Linked DNA regions of Ovis aries: region 2 is linked to region 1. A link is a contact called in public Hi-C data. All regions are on one chromosome and are shown on one strand. The core of a region is the stretch at or near the end of the contact, and the rest is flanking DNA. Distances in the headings are between cores, read along the strand shown. Region 1 holds the start of AGBL2 (AGBL carboxypeptidase 2). Region 2 has its middle 14 kb from the start of NUP160.

Evidence for each region. A called contact is a pair of places that touch in the nucleus more often than the background predicts.
Region 2: a contact with region 1 is called in a Hi-C map of liver, with 2.5 times the contacts expected there. The contact joins the enhancer-like site here to the promoter of AGBL2 in region 1. A contact is called at or near these places in 5 of 16 Hi-C or Micro-C datasets (hypothalamus, liver, muscle and 2 more).

What each region holds. Positions count from the first base shown.
Region 1 is chr15:76,401,990-76,407,026 of ARS-UI_Ramb_v3.0, forward strand. It overlaps AGBL2 (AGBL carboxypeptidase 2), which reads right to left and starts at 2,509. Exons shown (of 17, transcript XM_060400103.1): 1 at 2,035-2,509; 2 at 1,767-1,902; 3 at 1,441-1,504; 4 at 236-370. The coding sequence starts at 1,802. It overlaps FNBP4 (formin binding protein 4), which reads right to left. Exons shown (of 17, transcript XM_004016462.6): 17 at 4,318-5,037.
Region 2 is chr15:76,505,584-76,510,808 of ARS-UI_Ramb_v3.0, forward strand. It overlaps the pseudogene LOC132657838. Among named protein-coding and RNA genes, the nearest start is that of NUP160, 14 kb to the left of the region's middle. Within about 2 kb of position 3,553, at least 9 of the 54 cell types and tissues checked have an H3K27ac peak or open chromatin away from gene starts, as enhancers often do. A contact at or near this core is called in hypothalamus and liver, where this site is marked.

The DNA.
Region 1 (5,037 bases), core at 1,259-3,758:
TACTTTAAACCTACAATCCAAAGCAGATCTACAGAATATGTTTTTGTTTTGTTATTTTTCATTGAAAAATTTTCTTTTTTTTTTAAAGACAGAACATTTCTGAATGATGCCAGAAACAGTGTCCAAGGCTGTTCCCCAGGCTTCTCCCACGTTAGGCCATGTTCTCCTCAACGCCGGGAGCAGTTGCTCAAGGCACTAAGGGTTCTAGGGACATATGACACTGATTACTACTCACATAGACGCTTCTCCTTTTGCAAGCGGTCCGGTATCAAATCCTCTCTTTTTCCAAAAGAGCCACTCAACAGGTATCGAGGATTATTCTTCCAAACATGCTGGTGCGTAGCAGAATTTGGTAAACTGCTTCTCTGAGCTGAGAACAGGCAGTTTAGTGAAAGATGTTGAAGGCTAGTTCATCACATCCAACACTGAGGTCAACACCCAAACAATTACAACTAGCAAACTGCCTTGCAGTCACCACCTGCCACACCACAGGCCTTTACAACCAACATAACCCATTTTCCAAAGAGCTTTCACGTTCCAATTTATGTGAACAATTTAAACATAATTTTCTCCGTTTCACGTTGAGAAGACTTGAGAGGCATATGGTAATGTAGAAAGGAAGGGCTGGGTTGGCAGAAAAAAAATCAGCAGTTATATAACCAAGTCAGGGTAAGTACTCAAGAGTGGGAGTAGAGCACTCAGAGTGAGAGATGCTTTGTCCTGAGGGCTCTGCTGAATCTGGCAAACTGGGAATTCAGTTTTCAACAAGTGAGTGATCACTTACAAAATGAAACAGTTAATAAGAAAGTTTAACAAGATAGAAATAAAATCAATACGAAAACTTAAATTTTATTTCTAAATACCAAGAACAAAGTTAGAACATCAAAATTTTAAGATACCACTTATACAAGCATATAAATAAGCAGTTCCCTGAAAACAATTTATAAATCTTATTGGAAGACATTAAGGAGGACTGAAGTAAATTAGAGAATTAGAAAATACTATTAATAGGTTGGAGAATGTAGTATTGGAAAATTCTCATTTCTTGTCAAGTATGATCTATAGATTAAATGCAATCCCATTTTTTTTTTAAGCATCACATGCCAATTCTAAAATTATATAAAAAGGTAAGGTTAGCCAAGACACTTCTGAACACGACAATATGGGAGGATATTTCTTTCCAGATATCAAGACTATTTTAATGCCATGTCATGTCATTAAGAAAGGGTGGTGCTGGTTCAAGGACAGACAGACAGACCTCTGTATAAACGGACAGAAGTGACAGAGCATAGCAGTGAGGAAAGGAAGTACTTCTCATTAATGCTGCTCAAAAAATTCATCATTAGTTTATCCAAGCACAACTCTCTCAGTTGATCCAACAACTTAACTTCAATGACCCAGGAAAGGTGATGCTGATGCTGGGTCAGAATGAGATATTACCTTTATAGTAGCCATAGTACTGGAGGTGATAGTACATAAAGTCTTCATAGGGATCAGGAAGAGTCTGTGAAAGGACAGACCATCTCAATCAGGAAAACGTTTTCATAATAATCATTACTACAACAACCTGTTAAAAGAGTAATACTGACTTTTAACAAAGGCACACAAGCATGGTCGCAGAGGACGCCATACCTGAGAACTTCTAAAAACAAACCATGTGAAAGACATTTGTGCAAATGATTCTATCTTTCTGATCAAGATCTCTAGCCAGAAAAAGGTGCCACCGGAATACAGTACTGGGTTTCTGGAGAGGGGTGGGTACCGACCTCCTGCTTTAGCTCTGTTTCCAATGCTGGGAACATGTTACTTCTGCATGCTATGCTGAAGACCAGTCAGTGACATCCGCATCCAGCAACAGCCCCTGCCCAATTTCCAAAAGGGCGGTTTATTACATAGGAGGAGCTAAAATAAACCAGAGCAGGACAACTGAAGTCACCTGCCGACATTCACTCCCGTCCCCTCCCTCCGCTCCGCAGCTCCCACGCGGCACCGCTCCCTCTAAACCAGGGCCCGCCATGAGGCCCGGGTGGGCACCTGAGGAATCTGGGAGGGCGGCTAGTCTTCCGACCTCCTCCTCCCGAGGCGCCAGGACCCCTGCCGGCTCCATGCTTTCTTCTCCGGGTTGAGGGGGGATGCCCACCACCAGGACGCCGCTGGACAGTGAAAGAAAAGGGGAGGGGAGTCCGGCGGAGTCGTCTCGAGGCGGGTGGGAAAAGAAAGTTGAGAGGCTCCGAAAACGGAATTCAGGGGTTCTGGGTTTCCCGGTCAGGGGAAAGTGGCGGAGGGCGGTTTCCCAGAGAGTCGAGGGATGGGGTGTAGAGATTTCCTGGGAGGCCAGAGGGAAGGGTGCTATCGCCTTGGCTCCCCGGACTGTCCGGGGCAGCAGGGGTTGGGCGCGGAGCCGGCCGTGACAGAGGAGCGTGAGTGAGGCGGGGGGGTCACCACCCGCAGGCATAGGCCCCGCCGCGTACCGGCCGAGGTCGCGCTCGCTGAGCTCTCGCCAAGCCACAGCTTTCGGCTGGGGCGCCGGTAGCCTAGCAACCGCGAGCCGGAAGCGGGAAGGCGGGGCGGCTTGAAGCTTCCGGGAGCGAGGCCCCACCTCCGAGGGGGAGCGGGGAACTAGGGGAAAGTGGACGACTGATGTACCAAGGCTTTGTTGTTACTCTTTTCATTACAGTATTGCAGCCCGGATTCCGGGGATTAGAAATTGCATTGATGGGGGCTTCCTTGCCGGTCCTGGGAAGGAAATGGCAACCCATTCCAGCATTCTTGCCTATAGAAATCCATGGACAGAGGCTGGCAGGCTGCAGTCCACGGGGTCTCAAGAGTCAAGACACGACTGAGCGACTAACACTTCCACTGTTCCTTTCCTTGCTGGTCCAGTGATTTGATGAGACCGCGCTTACATTGCAGGGCACAGGTGGGATCCCTGGTGGGTAGCTAAGGCATGCTCCATGGGGCAGCCAAAACTGCAAGGAGATCCAACCAGTCCATTCTGAAGATCAGCCCTGGGATTTCTTTGGAAGGAATGATGCTAAAGCTGAAGCTCCAGTACTTTGGCCACCTCATGAGCAGAGTTGACTAACTGGAAAAGACTCTGATGCTGGGAGGGATTGGGGGCAGGAGGAGAAGGGGACGACAGAGGATGAGATGGCTGGATGGCATCACGGACTCAACGGACGTTGAGTCTGAGTGAACTCCGGGAGATGGTGATGGACAGGGAGGCCTGGCGTGCTGCAATTCATGGGGTCGCAGAGTCCGACAAGACTGAGCGACTGAACTGAACAGCTTTAAGAAAATTATTGGGTATTACTCAAAGGGAGCTGCTTCTCCTCCTTCACCTTATGTTCCCTCCATCCCATAGCTAGAATTGAAAAATTACCTTCTGCATTGGAAAATACAAGAAACAAAGTAAAACCCACACTTTGACCATCAAACTGTCAAATTCAAAAAAATGTTTCTGGTCTGGCAGGATAGGGACAAAGTCACTTAGTCCCTGTCAACAATTCCTAGAAATCTGGTTAACTGTTAGGCAGTTAAAAGGAAAAGCTTTAATGACTAGTCAATAGCCCTTTTTCCCAGAAATGTAGGATCTTGGTGGTAGCTCAGCCAGTAAAGCATCTGCCTACAATGCGGGAGTCCTGGGTTTCATCCCTGGGTTGGGAATATCTCCTGGAGAAGGAAATGGCAACCCACTCCAGTACTCTTGCCTGGAAAATTCCATGGACGGAGGAGCCTGGTAGGCTACAGTCCATGGGGTCGCAAAGAGTCGGACACGACTGAGCGGCTTCAACGTCAATGTGCTCTATGCAGATGACAAGAAAAACAATTTATATACAAAATGGTCACCCCGATTTTTGTATAAATAAAAACCAACACACAAGCACACATGACACTGATTAGACAGCTGCATATAAATATACTAGAATAAAATTTTAACTACTGTCGTCTTTGGTTAACTTTACATGACTATGAGTATATATAACTCTTGTAACTATATAAAGCCCCCCTTTTTTTCTAGACTATTAACCACATTTTGTCATTTCCAGGATTTAAGTAGGCTAAATACAAGCTAATATTATAGACCACAAGCTCCAATACTTAAGTCACACCATATTTTCTGGTACCAGAGTCCTGTTTTTCTAACCCCATTCTCCCACCCTGCAACGGGCTCAAGATCCTGACACTCCTCTTTCTTCTGAGAGCTTCAGTATCTGCCTTATACCGTACTTGATTAGAAAAAACGACTGACTTAAAGTAAGTCTTGGTGACATCTTCAGGGAGTAACAGGCAAAACAGGAGCAAAAGGATAACCAATCAGAAGTATAAAAAAGGCTTTATTAGTGCATATATACAAATTTACAAGGTCAGAAACTGGAGAAATACAAACAGCTTTAAAACACAATTTGCTTTTTCTTCAGTTTAAAGTGACTTTTACCTGATTGTGATACAATAGAAAGTACAGAACAGTAAACTGCTTTTTTAAATACTGGAATTTTATGGAGAATACATTCACATCTAAATGGGAGGTGAACTTTGGACCAAGGTACGACCATGGAGACATAGCAATACATACAGTGGCTCATTACATTTACCCCCACGTGTGAGGGGAAAGTCTCAAAGACATGAACAGTTGCTGCTGCCGCCATACACTGAAATTTATATCTGTCACCTAGTATGTGCAATGACTGAGCTATCTTTATCAGTTCTAGAATTTGTGAGAAATACTCTATAAATTTATAGAGTGTGGCCACCTGTTAGCTCAACATGAATGAGTTTGTATACCTCAGCACTTCAGGGGTGGCAGACTAAGAGGAAGAGGTCAGAAGGAAATTCCTATAATCCCAGTTAAGCAAGGTAGAGTATAGAGCTGCCTTCTTAATTGCACTTGTTCTGAAGATGTTAACGAGAGCGAGCGCGCCACACTAGGAACTACAACAGCCTCTATTGGGCAGAAAAACCCTTCCCTTTTCGTCGGTGAGTCCTCTATACAAGTGTCATGAGCCACACGTCCAGACTGATGACAATAATGTACCT
Region 2 (5,225 bases), core at 2,303-4,802, 100 kb after region 1:
TCTGGCAAATGTCCTGCATGTGGATCTCTGCCTCGGAGTGTCTTCTCTGGGAACCCTGCAGGAGACATCCACTCACACATCAGCTCTTGCCTGAAGATAAGCAGCCAGCTGGGAACCAGCAGGGAAAAAGTTGCAAAGGGAGGATCTTTTCTAAATGCCAAAATTGGTAATGCAATACTGGAAAGAACCTCAGCTGGATAGTAGAAGACCGGGGTTCAAGGTCTGGCTCTGTCCCAGCTCACCTCTTGTCACCTGGGAAGTCCCCCCAGGTCACTTGAGTGCCCCAGGGTCTCTGTCTCAGCTACTTAGGAGAGAGTGTTGTGCTCAATGACCTTCAAGCTCTTTCCTGGCACTAAAGCTCTAGCATCTGTGGTCTGAAAGTCAGACAGAGGCTGGATCTTCAGCTTCATCTCTCCTTAATTTCCAAGCTCAGAACTGAGCCCACTCCAGGCGCTCCCAGGGTTTGAGGACTGGCATGTCCTCCCTGAGTCAAAATTGACAACCTGTGACCTTTGTGCCACTTAGAACAGACAATGATAATTTCTTAGGTACTTGTCTATCACAGTGCTTTCCATACACTGCGTTTTCTCACTCCTATGATGTATACTTAAATTTTTTTAATGTATAAAAAAATAAAAAAAGATTTAAAATTTTGTTACATAGTAAATGGCTGAGCAGAAAAATTAAAAAATACTTAAAAAATAAGAATGTGTCATACAATCCACATGCCTATTTAATGTAGTCATGTTTCTTTCTTTATTTTTTTTTCCCAAAAAAAGTAGTTCTTTCAAAATGGTGAAGTGGAAAAACCTTGAGCTTAGCCTCTTCTCATGGACACACCAAAATCTCAACTAACTGCTGGACAGCCATCGATAAAAAAGGCTGGAGCCTGCCGAAGCAGATTGTCTACATCTAAAGGCATAAAGAAGTGGCAACAAGATGGTAGGAGGGTTGTACATGTATGATAATCAACCCCTTGTCACCCCTACCCACTGGAGAATAATTGTATTACAGACGCTCTCCCACAGGAGTGAGAGTCCTGAGGCCCACGTGAGGCTTCCTAACCCGAGGGTCTGGCATCGGGAAGAGCATTAGGATTTGAAGGCCAGCTGGGCTTAATTGCAGGAGCGCCACAGGGCCGGGGGAGACAGACTGAACTCTTAAAGGGATTGCACAAAATCTCACGTGCACTGGGATCGAGGACAAAAGCAATGATGTCATAGGAGCCTGGAGCAGACCTACCTGGTCTTGGTCTCCTGGGGTGGTGGGGCGCAGCTGTGGCTCCTGCTGGGGTCCAAAAGCTGGTGGCAGATATTTTGGGGGTTATTCTTCTGCATGAACTCTCCTTGAGGCAGGCATCTTGCTTGGGTCCTTAGCAGCAACACCTGGCTCCACTCAGCAGCCTGTAGGCTTCAGAGCCGGATGCCTCAGGCCAGACAACTACCCAGGCAGGAACACGGCTCTGCCCATTAGCAGACAGGTTGCCGAAAGACTTCCTGATCCCACAGTCACCTCTGGACATGACCCTAGACACCATCCTGCCTACCAGAGGGCCAGGACCCAGCTCCACCCACCCATCAGCGGGCATCAGCTCTCCACTAGGAAGCCTACACAGGCTTCTAGAGCAGCCTCTCACCCACCAGGGGGCAGAAACTAGAAGGAAGAAGGCTACAATCCAGCAGACTGTAGTCTGCAAATGCAGGCTAGACACTGCCCTGGGACCGCTGGCCCCTGGCCCTTGGGTGATGAGAGAGGAGGGCACTGCTGGGACCCATAGGACGTCTCCTACGGAAGGCTGCTTCTCCAAAGTTGAGAAACACAATTAACCCAAAATGAGGTGGCAGGGGAATCTGTTTCAGATGAAGGATCAAGATAAAACTCCAGAAAAACCAAGGGATGTGGGGATAGGCAGTCTACCGGAGGAGTTCAGACTAACAGTGGTAAAGGTGATCCAAGAACTAGGGAGAAAAATGGATGCAGAGATCCATAAGTTGGAAGGCTTTTTAAACAAAGAGAAAGTATAAACAACAGCCAAAACAATTGAACAATATACAGTGACTGGAATGAAACACACTGGAAGGAATCAGTAGTAGAGTAAATGAAGCAGCAGATTAGCGAGCTGGAAGACTGAGTAGGGGAACTCACTATTGTGGAGCAGAAAAAGAAAGGAGGACAGTTTAAGAAACCTCTGGACCAACAGTAAGCACCCTAAGATCCACATTATCGGGGTCTCAGAAGGAGAAGAGAGAGAGAGGGCCTGAGAAAATATTTGAAGAGAGAATAGCTGAAAACTTCCCTAACCTGGGAAAGAAAACAGTCACCCACAGGAAACACAGAGAGTTCAAACAGGATAAACCCACAGAAGAATACACCACGACATACTGTAATCAAAATGACAACAATTAAAAGTAGAAGATATTAAAAGCAACAGGGGAAAAGCAACCGATAACATACAAGGGAACTCCCATAAGGTTTTCAGCTGGTTTTTCAGCAAAAACTGCAGAGGAGAAGGGAGTGATATGATATGTTTAAAATAAAAACTAAACAATATCCGTCAGGCAAGAGCTGCTGTAAGGGTTTAAGATGATGCCAGTAAAAAGTGGATGCCAGCTGGCGGTTCTGCTGGGCTCAGCAGAGTTCATATATATCATCATACAGGCAGCAACACATTCGGAGTGGTGGGCAGGAAGATTCAGGACCATCATCAGATCAGGATAAATTGTATTGTTCCTAAAGGGTTGAAATACAATCAAGCTACTCAGACCTTCCACCCAGGGCGGGACGCTAGACAGGTGTAGGGTCTCAACTCTGGCAGCAAAGAAGATGCCAGTGTCTTCACAAGTGCCCTGATGCATGCCTTAGAAGTGTTGAATTCATAGGAAATGGCAAAATTCCCGACTACCTGCCCAAGTTCACAATGGCCCATCACAATTTGGAAATTCAAAGAAGGCAGCTACAAGCCCAGCAACCATAAAAGGAGCTGGCGTGGGAAAGGCTGGAGAGAGAAAGAAGGGAAAGGGCGAGATTGGAGAGGGAGAAGGGAGAAAGGGAGAGGCCAGGGAGGGAGCGACTGGAACAGGAGCAGCTGGAGAGAGAGAAGAGGGAACATCAGGATCACTGGAGCGGGCGAGGCTTCAGAGACTGGACCTGGTGAGGGGACGGTAACAGCGCAGGAGCAGCTAGAGAGGGCGCGAGAGCAGAGAATACCAAATGCCCCCGTCTCTGCCTTGGTGGAGAGTCCTCTGAACTCTGTGCTGGGGCCCTCCTCTGCTTCGGAGCCAGGCTTGCAGGCAGCTGCTCAGGGCATTGTCATGGGACCACCTGCACCCCAGCCACCCCTCCACTACCCCCCCAGGTCCTGCCCAGGCATCAGGGTCCTGCCCCCCTCCTCCCCCAGGGTCCCCTCCACCCACTGCACTTCCATCCTCAGGGCCTCCACCTCCTCCACCACCTCTTCCTAGTCAAATACCCCCTCCTCCTCCACCCCTCTTCCTGTTCCTCTGCTCCCTGCATCTGGATTCCTACCCCACCCCCCCCCCACCCCCACCCCCCGCCCAGGGATCACGGCTGAAGACAATCGCCCTTTAACTGGACTTGCAGCTGCAGTTGCTGGCCCGAAACTTAGCAGAGTGTCACGGATGGAGAAGGCCTCTTTCCAAGTGGAGGAAGTTTGGTAGGAATTCGGCCTCATCTAAAGGAGATATGGTCGTGGAAATGGACCCCTTCCTCTCGAGGGTACTGATTTAGAGGAAGAAATGAGTGCCCTGCTGGCCAGGAGGAAAAGAATTGCTGAAAAGGGATCAACAATAGAAACAGAACAAAAAGGGACAAAAATGAAGATTCAGAGCCTGTAACTTCTAAGGCCTCTTCAACCGTACACCTGAACCGACAAGAAAACCTTGGGAAAGAACAAATACAAGGAATGGCAGTAAGTCACCTGTTGTTTCCAGATGTGATTCTCCGAAGAAAAATCAGATCTTTTTGACCACAGGCCCTATGACTCATTACACAGACCAAACTCTGCACCCAGGTCACAGGGCAGTGCTGGCAGAGTCCAGACCGAGGGCCTGGACTAGGACAGATGAAGCAGGACATTTTAGATGAAATGAGAAAAGAATTAAGCCAAAAGAAAAGCTCAGTGATGCAATCAAGCCAGAAGTGAGCAAGTCAAATGTTGCCTAGAGAAACAAAGGAGAGATAGGACTTTAATCTGGAGAGAAAAAAAAAAAAAAAAAAAAAAAACCCTACAAAGAATACCAACAACAATGAAACCTTTACATTTTGTGAGCTGTAAGATGATGGAGACAAACAGTTGGAAAGGAGGGGAAAAAAACCAACATACTTTGAAAGCCTTCAGATGTTACTACTCTGGCTGTTTCTCTCCCAATTTGCTGCTTTTTTCCCCCTGACCTTTATAGCAAGATGGAAGACAATCGTATAGGAGTTCCTCTATCAGTTATGTAGAAAATACGAAACCCATCAGGTAAGATCACCGTGCAGTGAAATATTTTCATGTCAAGACAAAATCGCACATTTTCCATAATCCATTGCTAAAATAAAGAAGAGAGGGCTTCCCTGCCGGCTCAGTGGCTAAGAATCTGCCTGCCCTTGCGGGAGATATGGGTGCGATCCCTGGTCTGGGAAGATCCCAGCTGCCATGGAGCAACTAAGCCCATGTGCCACAACTATTGAAGCCCGAGTGCCCTACAGCCCTTGCTCTGCAACAAGAGAAGCCCCTGCTGCGGGAAGCCCCAGCAACCAGAGTTAAACCCCGCTCGCTGCAGCTGGACAGAAGCTTGAGCAGCAACAGAAACCCAGCACAGCCAAAAACAACACATAAAATTATTTTTAAAAAAGAAGAGAAAGACTTGAGAAGTTTTTTTCAGAGAACGTTGGTGAAGAATTTGGCAAGTTCCAACCACAACGAAGAATAGCCCCAACTTGCTGCAACTGGGAGAAGCCCACACATGGCAGCGAATACCCAGCACAGCCAGAAGTAAATAACTAACTAAATAAAAAAGAATTTCACAAGTTATACTGTTGTATTGTAAGTGGTTCAGGTTTGTCTCCCTGTCCTATTTGATGTTGCGATAATAATTGAGATCAGCCCTATGTAGGTTAAGATCATAAAACACAGAATAAGTGGAACTGTATATGCTTTCAGAGGGTGATATTTATAAGAAAGTGTCCTAAAAATGATTTGTCTGGAGTGAGGAATTTTAGAA